3 separate regions of the Mus musculus genome follow, and regions 2 and 3 are each linked to region 1. Evidence: chromatin contacts called from public HiChIP or PLAC-seq data. All regions are on one chromosome and are shown on one strand. Each heading gives the region's core, a stretch centred on a gene start, on an enhancer-like site or on the middle of the called end of the contact. The rest is flanking DNA. Distances are from core to core; before and after follow the strand shown.

The links. HiChIP or PLAC-seq counts read pairs in DNA pulled down with a chosen protein or histone mark.
Region 2: a contact with region 1 is called in an H3K4me3 HiChIP or PLAC-seq map of embryonic stem cells, with 35 read pairs. The contact joins the promoter of Tle6 here to the promoter of Zfp873 in region 1. A contact is called at or near these places in 7 of 39 promoter capture datasets (the C10 cell line, the HPC-7 cell line, cranial neural crest and 4 more), 3 of 484 Hi-C or Micro-C datasets (Sertoli cells, forebrain and nephron progenitors), 12 of 115 datasets of contacts at active chromatin or transcription factors (the 230-238 cell line, T-cell acute lymphoblastic leukemia, bone marrow-derived macrophages and 5 more) and 3 of 9 other capture datasets (embryonic stem cells, liver and pancreatic islet).
Region 3: a contact with region 1 is called in an H3K4me3 HiChIP or PLAC-seq map of embryonic stem cells, with 9 read pairs. The contact joins the promoter of Tle5 here to the promoter of Zfp873 in region 1. A contact is called at or near these places in 1 of 39 promoter capture datasets (cranial neural crest), 1 of 484 Hi-C or Micro-C datasets (nephron progenitors) and 5 of 115 datasets of contacts at active chromatin or transcription factors (astrocytes, embryonic stem cells, stem cell-derived neural progenitor cells and 1 more).

The regions. Positions count from the first base shown.
Region 1 is chr10:82,044,912-82,049,465 of GRCm38.p6, reverse strand. It overlaps Zfp873 (zinc finger protein 873), which reads right to left and starts at 1,343. Exons shown (of 4, transcript NM_001319203.1): 1 at 1,237-1,343. The coding sequence starts at 1,239. It overlaps Gm46195 (a long non-coding RNA gene), which reads left to right and starts at 1,418. Exons shown (of 2, transcript XR_001779681.1): 1 at 1,418-1,577; 2 at 1,880-3,019.
Region 2 is chr10:81,598,924-81,603,215 of GRCm38.p6, reverse strand. Tle6 (transducin-like enhancer of split 6) reads left to right here and starts at 2,316. Exons shown (of 14, transcript NM_053254.2): 1 at 2,316-2,418; 2 at 3,101-3,181; 3 at 4,078-4,139. The coding sequence starts at 3,137. Gm32024 (a long non-coding RNA gene) reads right to left here. Exons shown (of 3, transcript XR_003949022.1): 3 at 3,846-4,205.
Region 3 is chr10:81,556,915-81,561,671 of GRCm38.p6, reverse strand. It overlaps Tle5 (TLE family member 5, transcriptional modulator), which reads right to left and starts at 2,228. Exons shown (of 7, transcript NM_010347.4): 1 at 2,004-2,228; 2 at 356-453. The coding sequence starts at 2,030.

The DNA.
Region 1 (4,554 bases), core at 94-2,593:
CTCAAACAGTACCTCTGAGACATCTCCCAACTCCCAAACACAAGACTTTTAACAAACCTCAATCACCTTAACCCTCAGTTTTCAGCCTGTGAAATGGGCACACTCACATGCAAATTTTTCAAAGTCTGTCAAGTTTAAGACAGAAGAGATGGCTCAGCAACTAAGACTTCTGCTCTAGTGGAAGAGCTGGGTTTGGTTCCCAGCACTAACATGGTGGTAAAAAATTATTCCTAGATCCTGGTGGCGACATCTAATGGCCTCTTTGGTCTTCTATGGACACCAAACACCCAACTGATAAACACAAATACAAGAAAGCCAAACACTTGTGTACAAGAAACAAATGTAGTAAATTAAAAGTACAGATCCCCATATCTCTTATATGTCACCATGGATAAAATGGCCAGAAATACACAGAAGTGGGACAAATATCGGTTGCCAAAACTATAAATATATAATAAAAAAAAAAAAATCAACGAATTCAATCAAAGGAGAGAAATTGCAAGATTGTAGACAAGAAGTCTCAGTATTATTGCAGGACACAATCTGAGCTATGGATTCAACAAACGTCCACTAAAGAGTCTAACGATTTCTGCAATGAACGACAGAAAGCCGATGACAAAAGGTCAGCATGAAAGAAAACATGAACACACAAGGCTGAATAAACAGCACAGTGACACCGTCTGGCTTCTAAGTTACCCTACACCTGCGATAAAGACTGTGCTGTTTGAGAAAGAAAGAGACCAACAAAACACGAGAGAGCACTCAGAAACAGCAACACAGTTAATGTAGGTAACCCAGTAAGTCTGGTCTTACACATGGGATTGGACCACGGTGGCATCTGCATGCGAATGTGTTAATAGCACAGACTTTACACCTGCGCAGAATTCACTGGAGATGGAGCCCACACCTGAATGGCAAATGCCAAGTGAAGAACTTCTAGAAGACTCTAGAGAAACTAGAGCTCTGCAAGTCAGAAAATCTGGCTACCGTGAAACCCGCGCATGCGCGTGCACTGAATGGTGCTTTGCACTTTGCGGACAGCAGGTCCGGCGTCCCAAGTTGTACGCAGGCGCAGAGAGGGGAACTAAGTCGATCAGAGGTCCCGCCTCCGCCTGGGAGATGAGGGGACCTCAGGGGGAACAAAGGGAATCACACCGGGCCCCGCGTCTCGCCGCCGGTTCCCGCACCCCGGGCTCCCGCAGATCCTCCCCGCGTGGGGACGGCGGCCCCGCTCACCATGGTGCGGATTCCGGGCTCACCCACTCTCCTCACAGCTCCTAGCAGCAGTTGAAAAAGCAGCACACAGAACCACAAGAGCTTCCCTAAGACTCACAGTCAAACCTGCAGCATGGTGGCGGAAGTGCCCGCCTCCGTTCTGACTGGCAGTCCGAATCCAGGCTCTGATTGGTTAATAAGGCCTCTGTGACAGGCGCTAACACTCTAGAGTCAAGAGTGCCTTACAGGGACAATGCACAGTGGTTTGCAGGGACAGAACTTTCCCAGAGCTGTGGAGATTGGCATTGCAGCTGAACTTGTGCCTGGATTGCAAAGTCATTCCGGCACTTCTCCTTCACACAGTAGGTATTTCCCCTTCTTCCTCCTGGGCACAGAATGTTAGGTCCTACAACCAGGGATAAAAAACTAAGGTGGGTACTTTATCAGCGCAGAGGCTGTCTGTCAACTTCTCCCTGCATCCCTCAGTCCATACTGCTTACAGAGTTGGCTGGCATGCCCCGACCCTACCCTGAACTTCTACAGCCCTGCTTCCCACAGCGGCCCTTCCCTTTATAATCCAACCATTTAGATTACCTAGGGGTGGGGATGTATTTTTATTTTTCATCTACCCTTTACATTCCCGATCTCTTGGTCTGCCTGAGAGGCTATTGATGGAGCCTAGTTGGAGCACAAGACCAGAGCATACTGGAGAGCCCAAAACCAAGGGATGATCACCAAGAACAGCGCAGAGTGCTACAGAGGGCAGAGCTGGAGATATGACTCAAGCCCTTTGGAGGAGCCCAGAAGATAATGTGTGTGGATCCCCAACATTGGAACAAGAAGGTGTGAAGTTGAAGTTGCCTCGGAGACTATATTAGAGATGCCAGAGCCATAGAATACCTGCCAAGGAAAACTGCTAATAGGAAGTGGAGCCAGCCAAGAGAAAGAATTGTGTTTCAGTCACCAAAGCTGAAAGGAGTTAGAGATTAGACATGAAAATGCAGAGTTTGGCGTTTCCCCAGCTGATTTCTGGTCTGGCTTTGGTCCAGTATTTCCTCACTATAATTTTGGACTGGTCATGTGCATCCTGTGATGTTGAAAATACACAATTTCCATTATGATTGAGATTTTTTTTCAGGTGATTACAGTTAAGAGATTGCATAAGTCTCAGAAGAGACTCTGAACTTTGGACTTTTAAACATTGTTGAGACTATGATATACTATGGGGACTTTTGCATTGTGGCTATGATGGCCCCTATAGACTTGTGTGTTTAAACAAGGATGTAAGGCCAGGAAATGGAATGTGGTGGTTTGAATGTGCTTGGCCCATGGGGATTGGCACGACTCAGGTGTGTCAATGTTGGGGTAGGTATGGCCTTGGAAGATGTGTGGCACTTAGCGAGGTGGGTGTTGAGGCTCCTATGGTCAAGCTTCATCCAGTGTGGGAGACTGCCTCCTCGTGGCTACCTAGGGAAGACAGCCTGTCCTGTACTGGGTACAATCAGATCAAGATGTAGAACTCTTGGCTCCTTCAACACCTTGACTGCCTGCTCACTGCTATGCTCCTACCATGATGATAATGGACTGAACCTCTGACAATGTAAGCCAGCCCCAACTAAATAGATTTCTTTATAAGACTTGCCATGGTCATGGTGTTTTTTCATAGCAATAGAACCGTAACTAAGGCACACACTCAACAATGCTTATGCCTTTTACAATAATTGAATGGTGTGAACCCAAATGGACAGGCAGTTGTACAACATGGCTCTCATGTGGCTATCACTAAAATTGTGACATCTGTTAAGGCATTCTTTCCTTGTGTTGTTTCTTAGAAAAAATGCCCTCAAAACATTGATCAGGTACCTGGCATTGGGGTATGTGGCATTATGAGAATTTAATAAGCATCACGCTGGGCAGTGGTGACACATGCCTTTAATCCCAGCACTTGGGAGGCAGAGGCAGGCAGATTTCTAAATTCAAGGCCAGCCTGGTCTACAGAGTGAGTTCCAGGACAGCCAGAAAAAAACAAAAACAAACAAACAAAAAAAGCATCACAAAGCTGGCCTTATTTACACTGTAGCTTTTCCTTAAAACTTCAGGTTATATTACAATTTCTTCAGAGGTACATGAGTATATCCTCTTGCACATGAAAATTACCTTCTACATCTTCTAAACCTTTTTTATGTCCTTCAATATTGTGGTCTTCCCTTTTACAAAGTGCCTTTAATATAATACCAGAAAATGAATATTATCAGAAATTATGCATATTTTGGTAGTCATGTGCCTCCAAAAGATATTCAGGTATTAACAGAGGTCCTAACCCTCCACATTGGTTTTTTGTTTTGTTTTTTATGTTGTTGTTTACCCTCCACATTGTGAAGGCTCTAGTGAATATGCAACAGCCTAAAGAGCCAACCATGGGAAAGCACACATCCAAAGCAAACCAAAGGAAGAGATTGCTGGATGCTCCAGAGGTGCCACCAGTGAGCAGCCATGAGAGCTGAAGGCTGCAGACAGAGGCAAAGCTGGGTCTCAACGCCTCACATCATGCCCTGCCCTGCCCTGCCCTGCTACTCTCCATGCCTGTTTTTTCTTAATATATTTGTGACTCCTCTTTTGAAGTTCATTCTTGTTTCTGCCCAAGGATGTCCTAGGAACCCATGCTTTTATTTCCATTTTTTTAGTGACTTTGACATAAACAAGGTATGGAGAAAGTACATTGTAATATAGTTTCCTTCTCAGTTAATTTATTTGTTTCCTGTTTTCTGTGTCCTACCCTATGAGTGAGTACTTAATCTGCTAAATTATAATTTAGTAGGCCACCTAATATAAAATGCCATCTCTATGTGGGGGGTTTAGTTCATTCATGATCTACTTCTATCAGAGATTGATGAATTGTAAAATTGGAGAAAGGAAATGCTTGTCTCAAAATTTTTCCGTTTTCTTTTGCTTTCTCCCTATTTTTTCAAGAAAGCTCTTGCTGCCCTGGAACTCATTCTGTGAAGGAGGAGGGCCTGGAACTCACAGAAGTCTACCAGACTAAGCCTCATCAGTGCTAGGATTAAAAGTGTTCCCATCACCAACCAGCATGAAGAAAATGTTTAAAGGGGACATTGGAAGTGTGTCCCTGAAGGAAGACAAAGCCCTCCCTAACTCACAGCCATTAAAAGTTTCCTGGGATCCTGTTACTCTCCTGTACATTTACAGGGATCTCAGTCTTCAATGATGGCGATGAAAACGTTTTCTAGGCCTTTGCTCTCGGGATCTTCTCCTTCAATTCCTATTATTCTTAGGTTTGATCTTTTCATAGTGTCCCAAATTCCCTAGATGTTTTGTGTC
Region 2 (4,292 bases), core at 1,067-3,566, 450 kb after region 1:
AGGAGATGATCCTGGCTCTGCCTCCTGAGTGTGGGGATTAGAGCCCTGAGCCACCACAGCCAGCAAATAGACTTAACCTTTTCAGACTTGGATGGTGGCCAGAGCTGATACAATGATTGAATATTTTTGCAGCTTCAGCTGTGGTGGTGACATCATCTGATGTAAATTTGTTGTTAACGTGTCTTAGTAGGTATGACCGCTAGAGGGAGAGAGAGAGAGAGAGAGAGAGAGAGAGAGACTACCCCTCCCCTTTCAGCTTCCTGCCATGGGCAGCCCTCTGGAAATGAAGATCCTATAGTCCCACTGGTCCTGTCAATGACAGTCCTGGCTGAAATGGATAGTAATGGCTTGAGCACTGGCCTAGTATGTGCAAAACTCATGGGGTCAAAAGCAGGGCCGGGATAAAAAGAAAAAGTATATATGTATATGGGGCTGGAGAGGCGGCTCAGCAGTTACCAGCACTAGCTGTTCCTGCAGGGGACCCAGCACCATATGTCTGCCCCAGTTATAGGAAATCCAACACCCTTTTCCGGCTTCTGAGGGTACCTGGCACACACATGGTTTGAGTGCATGCAAGCAAACATTTGTACACTTAATTTGTTTGTTTGTTTGTTCCCAGACCGTGTTTCTCTGTGTAGCCCTGGCTGTCCTGGAACCTGCTCAGTAGACTAGGCTGGCCTCAAACTCAGAGATTCATCTGCCTCTGCCATGAACTGGGATAAAAGGCATGCACCACCACTGCCTGGCCTTAAAATATATATTTTTTAAAGATTTATTTATTTAAGGCTGGGCGTGGTGGTGCATGCTTTTAATCCCAGCACTCGGGAGGCAGAGGCAGGTGGATTTCTGAGAACGAGGCCAGCCTGGTCTACAAAGTGAGTTCCAGGACAGCCAGGGCTATACAGAGAAACCCTGTCTCGAAAAAACAAAAAACAAAAAAAAGAGATTTATTTATTTAATATATGTGAGTGCTCTATAAGTCAGAAGAGGGCTTCAGATCGCATTATAGATGGTTGTGAGCCACCGTGTGGTTGCTGGGAATTGAGCCTGGATCCTCTAGAAGATCAGCCAGTGCTCTTAACTGCTGAGCCATCTCTCCAGTCCCTTAAATACTTTTCAATGAAGGAAAAGTTGCTGTGACAGAGGCCTAATTGAGTTGCAATCACTTGTTCATGTGTGGTATGTGGGTGCAAGAGGACACTTCTTGGGAATTAGAACACATTCTCACCTTCTACTGTGTGGGTCGCAGGGATCAAACTCAAGCTGAGCAGCAATGGGCTTTACCCACTAAGCCCTCTCACAGCCCTTTCTGTTTTACACCTGCTTGTACTATGGAAACCAGGCTGGCCCCAAACTCACCGTCACTGCCCCTGCCTCCGAGTCCAAAGTGGTGACTGTGGTTTAATTTCACATCCCCCATCTGTGGCTGGAGTGGACGTAGGAGTGAGGCTAGGGAGGTCCAGAGAGTCCACTCTAACCCAGGCCATCCTCAGCTTACTCCAGGATCCTCCATCCAGGGCCAGGGATGGGGGCTGAGCCTTGCAGGGAGCTCAGGGTTCTGCTTCACTTCCTGTCCTTGAATATGGGGGTCTGGGCTTGTGTGGCTTTGTGCCCGATGTCTTTCCTTTCTCTCTCATTTGAGACAGTCTCCTGTACTCCAAGCTAACCTGGAATTTGCTATCTAACTCAGGACGACCTCGAACTCCTAACCCTCCTACTTTTACCTCCCCAGTGCTGGGATAATGAAGGTGTCTTCAAGTGGTGCTGGGGGTAGGGCCCAGGGCACATGCGGGCCAGCCAGGATGAATCCTGATTCTCCTGTTTCAGTAAGATTTAAAAGAAAAGTGTGTGTGGGGTGTGTGTGTGTGTGTACGTGCAAGAGTGAGTTGTGAGTTCGTGGTCCACCCTGTGGATCCCAGGGATCGAGTTCGGATCAAACGTCTAGGCCGCAATCACCTTCACCTGCTGATCCGTCTCGAATGCCCCAAATAATCAGACTTTTCACCAAACACTCTGAAATTCTCCCAGCTCCCGAATCGCCACACCTGGAACGCGAGGGTTAAGCCGAAGCAGGAACTCCGTGATTGACAGCACGGCCACAAACTGAGCAATGAGCATTCTGGCTCGCAGCCCACGTGGGCTCGCCGCCTTCTGATTGGTCAGGGCCTGCAGGGGCGGTTCGCTGAGTCCGGGGCCCACGTGCACCGTGGCCTGGGCCCTGATACACGCTTCCCTCGGTGGGTGCAGGGGGCGTGGTGTGTGGGTGTGGCCTAGTAGGGCGTGGCCTAGGCTGGAGGGGCGGGGTGAGAGGGGTCAAATGGCCCGGGGCCCAGCAGGAGGGGCTTCCTCCTGGCCTGACCCTGGCTGACCTCAGAGGCTTCCTCTGGGATCCCTGGGGCCTCCCTAACCTCAGAGGTGGTGCGTGAGGGCAGCCCGCTTCCTGCGGGCGGGTCGGGAGAAGAGGGAGCCCGAGGGAGGGGTGTGGACCCTCACAAAACCGACTTCAGCGGGGAGTTTACCTAGGTTGAGTGATTTGGGAGTGAACCAAGTGTCGTTTCTCTTGTCTCCTTTATTCTTTTTTGAAAAATGTTTTAAGTGTGTGCCTGAGCGTATATATTTGCACCACATGCAGGCTTAACTAGTACGCCTGGAAAACTTTTTTTGTTTTGGTTTGTTTTGGTTTTTTGGCTTATTGGTTCCTGGCTGTCCTGGAACTCACTTTGTAGACCAGGCTGGCCTCGAACTCAGAAATCTGCCTGCTTCTGCCTCCTAAATGCTGGGATTAAAGGCGTGTGCCCGGCCTGCCTGGCAAACGGTCCACGACTAGCCACATTTCTGGCTGATCCCGCTAGGGAGTTGGAGGTGCCTGGTTCTCTATTCTTGGTATCTGAAGAGATACTAATGAGGCCCTTAGCTGGGGGTGTGTGTCTGAAACCTTAGTAGTAGTAGTAAAGCCGGGTCTTGGGGAAAGGGAGCGCAGAAGACATGGGGATGGGGAAGGGGCTTCCTCCCCAGCTGGGTCCAGATGATGAAGAGGCTACGGGGATGGGGGTGGGAGTCGGCTTTTCTGCCTTCTAAAAACCTATACCTGTTCTTATAGGACTTAATCAGATTTGTGACCTCAAGAATCTTCTAGATGACTTCCCACAGACAGAGCAGTGACACCTTTGGTGGAATTTTGGTGAGAGAGAAATGGTGGTGAGGGGCACAGTTAGCTTCCTCTCTTCCTACTGTGTTTGGGGTTTTGGAGACTAGTTCTCTCTGCCCCCCCCACCCCCACCCCGCACCGGGAGCTCATGCAATCCTGCCTACCTAGCTAAGATGAAAGGCCTGCACCCCAGCCTGAGCCCCTCAGTGCCTGCACCTGTGACCCCTGACAGCGCAGGTGAAAACCCCCATAGACCAGACCGGGCCCACATTTTCCCAATGTCAATCAAGTGGTGATTATTAACACTAGGTGTTCACCTGGTGTGGTCAGGGCTGAGCCTCTCCTAGCAAGTGGCTCTTTAGTTCCATGTGTTAACACTATATTGGGATTAAAGATCGTTGCCCAGCTTTAATCCACACTTGGGAGGCTGAGGCAGGTGGATCTTTTAGTTCAAGGACAGCCAGCTCTAGGTAATTCCAGAACAATCGGCTACATAGACCCTTTGGGGGAGGAGTTATATCTCCTCCCTCCTCCTTTCCCCTTCTTTTCCTTCCTTGTTTCTCTAAAAGTTAAGGTAATATCAGAAGTCTGTGTACTAAATTGACTGTAGGGCAGTGGTTCTCAACCTGTGGGTCGTGACCCTTTGGTGGTTCCATACCCTGAATGTCAGCTTTTTGCATTCATAACGCTAGTAATGTTACGGTTATAGGAACAAAAGTAATGTTTTGGTTGGAGGTCACCACAACATGAGGAACTGTACTAAAGGGTCGCAGCATTAGGAAGATTGGGAACCACTGTTCCAGAGCCTAGAAGATTCTACCATGCTCTGCCACACCTAAAGAGATCCAGGGCTGGAAGCTAGACATGACTCCACACCTGGGACTTCAGGGAGATGCAGGCTTTATAGTTTTGACCTTTGACCTTTCCAGCCTTCCACCTTATCCAGTCGGTATTTGTCCATCGTGAACCAGCTTCCGGAGGAGTTCAGCAGGTGAGGGTTTCTCTCAGGGCCCCACATCTGCAGGACGGATCCTTGTCCCCAAAGAACCAGCTGTGCCTGGACAGTGGGAAGTCAGCCTAGTTTCCAGTGAAATGTTGTTTGGGTTTGTTTTTAAGCCCGGGTGTTGTTTTTTGTAGTGGTGCA
Region 3 (4,757 bases), core at 979-3,478, 490 kb after region 1:
CCCTACTCCAAAATTGGACAGAAGAAGGTAGGGCTGTGTGACCCTGAGCCGATTACTCACCCTCTCTGGGCACCCACTCTAGCCTGTGTTAAACATAGGGACTGGGCCTCTAGAACCATGAACGCTGTATGCCTTACTTTCTTCTTCCACACCATGGGGCTGATTGTTTTTGGACACATGGCCTCATGTAGCCCAGGCTGGCCAACTTGCTAAGTAGCTGAGGATGACCTTGAACTGCTGACCCTCTTGGCCCCACCTCCTGAGCCCTGAGATGACAGAGGCACCCCCCACCCGGCCTTCCTTCAAGCCACAGACAACTCTACAGACACATGGAGGTGCCCTGGTCCGGGCTCACCTGTGATACTGCGCTTGCAGCAGCTGGAACTCATCTTTGATGCGGTCACAGGAGTCGGAGGTGGTGAACTTGAGCTGCTGAGGGAGGTGGGAGGAGCCCTGCGGGGGCAGGAGGGTGAGCGGCGTCCTGCCCCGCCCATGCCCCACTTCCTGGGCTGCCAGGAAGGGGCTGTGAGGCCCCTAGGCAGTGGGGACACTTTTACACACTGGTCATTTGGGAGGGGCGGGCACCCATGGGGCGGGGTGCACCTCTGTCCTCCAGATGCTCCCAGAGGAATTCCCCAGAAAGCCCCTCTAAGTCAATCAGGGTGGCACAGGCCTCCCTTCAAAGCCGGCATGGAAGAGGCACCTAACTTACCACCCTACATTTCCTGGGAGTACCCCCATCACACCTGTTTCCTCACGGGTGTGCTCTTCAGGAAGGGACCCCCCCAAAGCTGCCCAGGCCCCAGCCAAAGCCACAGAGAAATCATGGCCTGGGAGTTAGGGAGAGCTGGAAGCTGGGGGGCTGGGGAGCGAGGGGGGTGGGATATGTACAGGGCCGGCATCTGAGGGCACTGGGTCAGGAGTTAGGGTGTAAGATCTCGGATCTGGGGAGCAAGGCTAGGGGCAGGGTGTGGGGAGCAAGGCCACTGGGAGCTGGTGTGGGAGACGACAGATGGGCTTGGACATGAGAGGGACGGAGCCTAGTGCTGGGGGGGCGGGGGGTGGGAAGACTGCGGGGTATCCGGCTCCGGACAAGGGAGCACTGGACATTATACGGGCACAGGGTCTCCCCAACCCTAGTGCTGAGGGTGCAGGATGGGGGCTGGGAGGAGGAAGGCCGCTGGGGTGCGGGGCCTGCAGCTGGAGGAGGGACGCGGAGCCAGGCTGGGGGTGGCGCTGGGCCCGGATGGTGACGCCAGGCCCGACAGGGCTGGAGAGAGAGACAGGGGGTGCGGGAACTGTATTGGGGGGTAGAGGGCACCAGACTTGGGGCCAGGGCAGATCTGAGGTGGAAAGAAGTGCAGGGCCGAGGTGATGGTGGGTGCAGGGCCTTGGACTTGGTGGCAGGCCAGTCTGAAGCTCTTAGAGAGCTGGGCCTGGGGGGGGGGGGGTGCACCGAGGTGGGGATGCAAGATCTAGGGCTGGAGGACATGCGCGTCTGGGGTGAGGGGATGATGGGCTTGTGACTGGGGTGCTGCAGCTCTGGGCCTGAGCCCCAGGTCAGGAAGACAGGCCGAATGCGGCTGCAGTGGGGTGCGGGCTGATCCGGAGCCCGGGGGTGGGGGGTGGGGGTGGAAGAAGACCTTGGAGTCGGGTTGGGCGAGGTGTGGGGGAGGCGGTGAGGGGACTCAGGGCAGGGATCAAAGTTCAGGGATCCGGGCTGAAGGATGCAGTGCTGGACTGGTGGGGTGCGTAGGGTCTGGGTTGTGGGGTGCAAGGACCTTGGGGAAGAGCCCAGGGCTGGGGGGACAGAACAGGCCTGTGGGAGCTGGGGAAGCGTAGGGAGCCCCTGGGACAGGCCCTGGGCGGGGAGAGAGACGGGATCCGACCTAGAAGGGGTGCAGTGAGATGAGCTGGGGTGCAGGGTGAGCGCCGGAGGTGCAGTGAGCTGAGCTGGGGGTGCAGGGAGAGCTCTGGGGTGCAGTGCGCGGGGTTCCCCTTACCGAGTGCCGGCTTTGCGGAAACATCATGTCAGTCGCGGGGGGCGCGGGCTGCGCCCCGGCTCGGGCGGCTCGGGGGGCGCCGGGCGGCCGCGCTTTGTCCCCGATCGACAGCTCCGGGGCCCCGCGTCCCGCCTCCTGCGCCGCCCGCCGCCCGCCCGCGCCGCCCGCGCTATTGTGTAATGGCGACGCGGTGCCGCCCGGGCTCCCGCTCCACCTGCCGCGCCCGGCACTGCGCAGGCCCGGACGCCCCACCCGTGACCTTGGCCCCGCGCGCCCCGCCCCCGCCACGGCCCGGAACCCCAGCTGGAGGCCTGCCTCAGTGCCCCCCGCCCCCAGTCCCAAGGCCACAGACTCGCAGCCTGGACACCCAGGCTTCACGGTGGATTTATGGAGTGCCTACAGTGTGCTATGTCCTCTTTGGAGTCGGGAGGGTTGGCACGGCTGGGGGCCACACTGGGCAGTAGAGTGACACCTGTCCCACAGAGGTAGGATGGGGGCCCAGTCCTGTAATCTAATGACTGGGGTGCAGAGGCAAGAGGATCAAGAGTTCTCGGCCAGCCTGGGTTACCAGAGAGCCTGTCTTAAAACAACAAAAAGTAAGACATGGTTTGTTCTGGGGTACAAGACCTATTACCAGTGCTGGGTAGGTTGAGGTAGGTGGAAGCCAGCCTGATCTACACAGTGAATACAGCCTGGGCTATAGGAGCCCTTATCTCAAAACATGAAAAAGTTAAATCGGGCCACAGGAGGTGGTGGTGGCCGACACCTTTAATCCAAGCACTCAGGGCAGAGGCAGGTGGATCTCTGATTTGAGACCAGCCTGGTCTACATAGAGACTTCTGGGACAACCAGGGCTACAAAGAGAGACCTGTCTCATAAATAAAAGGTAAGAGTTCCCCAGGTCCTAGTGTGATCCCAACACTTGGGAAGCTGAGGCAGGAGGATTATCGAAAATTCAGCATCAACCTGTGACCCAGCTTACTGAGGTGAGACCTGTCCAAAAACAAAACAAAACAAAACAAAAACAAATGATTAAAACAAATATGCTGGTGTGGTAACACAAGCCTTTAATCTAAGCCCTTGGGAGGCAGAGGCAGGCAGATCTCTGTAAATTCAAGCCCACCTTGTGAGTTCCAGGGCAGCCAGGGCTCCATGAGCCCTGTCTTAAAAAATAATAAAAAATAAATAGGAGCCGGGCGTGGTGGCACACGCCTTTAATCCCAGCACTCGGGAGGCAGAGGCAGGTGGATCTCTGAGTTCGAGGCCAGCCTGGTCTACAAAGTGAGTTCCAGGACAGCCAGGGCTATACAGAGAAACCCTGTCTCGAAAAACTAAAAAAAATAATAATAATAATAATAATAATAAAATAAATAAAATAGTTCTTTGGGCCAATACTATTTACCCCAACACTTCAGAGCAAGCTGAGGCAGGAGGATTCCTACAATTTCAGGCTAGCTTGAGCTGTATAACAAGACCCTGTCTCAAACATTTCCTTACCTGAGACAGACAGAGACGAATATCACTGAGTGTCATACTCAAATGGCCACGAGGTTAGAGAGGAGAGGTTACAGTGGCCAGCCAAGCTCAGCCAGGCCATGGCTATGGCAAACCCCGGTGGGGAGAGATTGGGACCTCCCCTAGCCACAGAGGGCAGAGGAAGGTAAGAGGAAGCCTTAGAGACTGCAGGCCTCAAGAGACAGGACCAGGCCTCTGATTCTGGTATCCCGGAGGCAGGAGTCCACGCGGCTGCTCCTGATACCGACCCATATCCTGCTCACAGGACTTTTGGATAAGGGTCCCACTGTTGACCTGTGACATTGTCTTATTTTATTTTATAGAAACAGGGTCTCATGTAGCTCAGGCTGGTCTGGAACTCTGGAGCAGAGGAAGACCCTGAACTCATGGCCCTCATGCATGAGACCAGCCTTCCCTGTGATCATCGACCTTTCTGTGGCTTTCTGGCAGTCCCTGATTCCAACAGGGCCAGAGGTGTCAGGTGTCACAGCAGCAGCTGGTCCTATGTGGTCACATCCCTGCCTTGACTTTCCAGCCTCCAGGATGGCACAGTTTATCTTGTAGTAACTACTAAGTAGTTACTTAGTTACTTAGTTAGTCTAGTGCTGAGTACCAGACTCAGCAGCTTTTTTCTTTCTTTTTTTTTTTTTTTTTTTTTTCTTTTTGTTTTTTTGAGACAGGGTTTCTCTGTGTAGCTTTGGATGTCCTGGAACTCACTCTGTAGACCAGGCTGGCCTCGAACTCAGAAATCTGCCTGCTTCTGCCTTCTGAGTGCTGGGAGTAAAGGCGTGCGCCACCACTGCCCGGCCAGACTCAGCAGCTTAAGAGGATGGGACACCACTGAGGGAGGCCCAGACACAGGCCGGACACTGGAGAGCAGGGCAGGCCACTGCGGGCCCAGGAATCACCATGGCTGCTGTTTTTGAGACAGGCATTTGTTTGTTTGTTTGTTTATCATCTGAGCAGTGGTGGCACATGTCTTTTAAGTCTCATCACTCAAGAGGAAGAGGTAGTGAGTTCAAGGCCAACCTGGTCTACGGAGACCTCTCTAGGACAGCCAGTACTACACAGTGAGACCCCAAAAAGCCGATGGATGGATGGATGGATGGATGGATGGATGGATGGATGGATGGTTGGATGAATGTATAGATGGGTGGGTGAGTGGGTGGGTGGATGAATAAACAACAAACAAGCAATTTTTCCTTTCCCTTTATTTAATTATTTATTTATTCATTAATT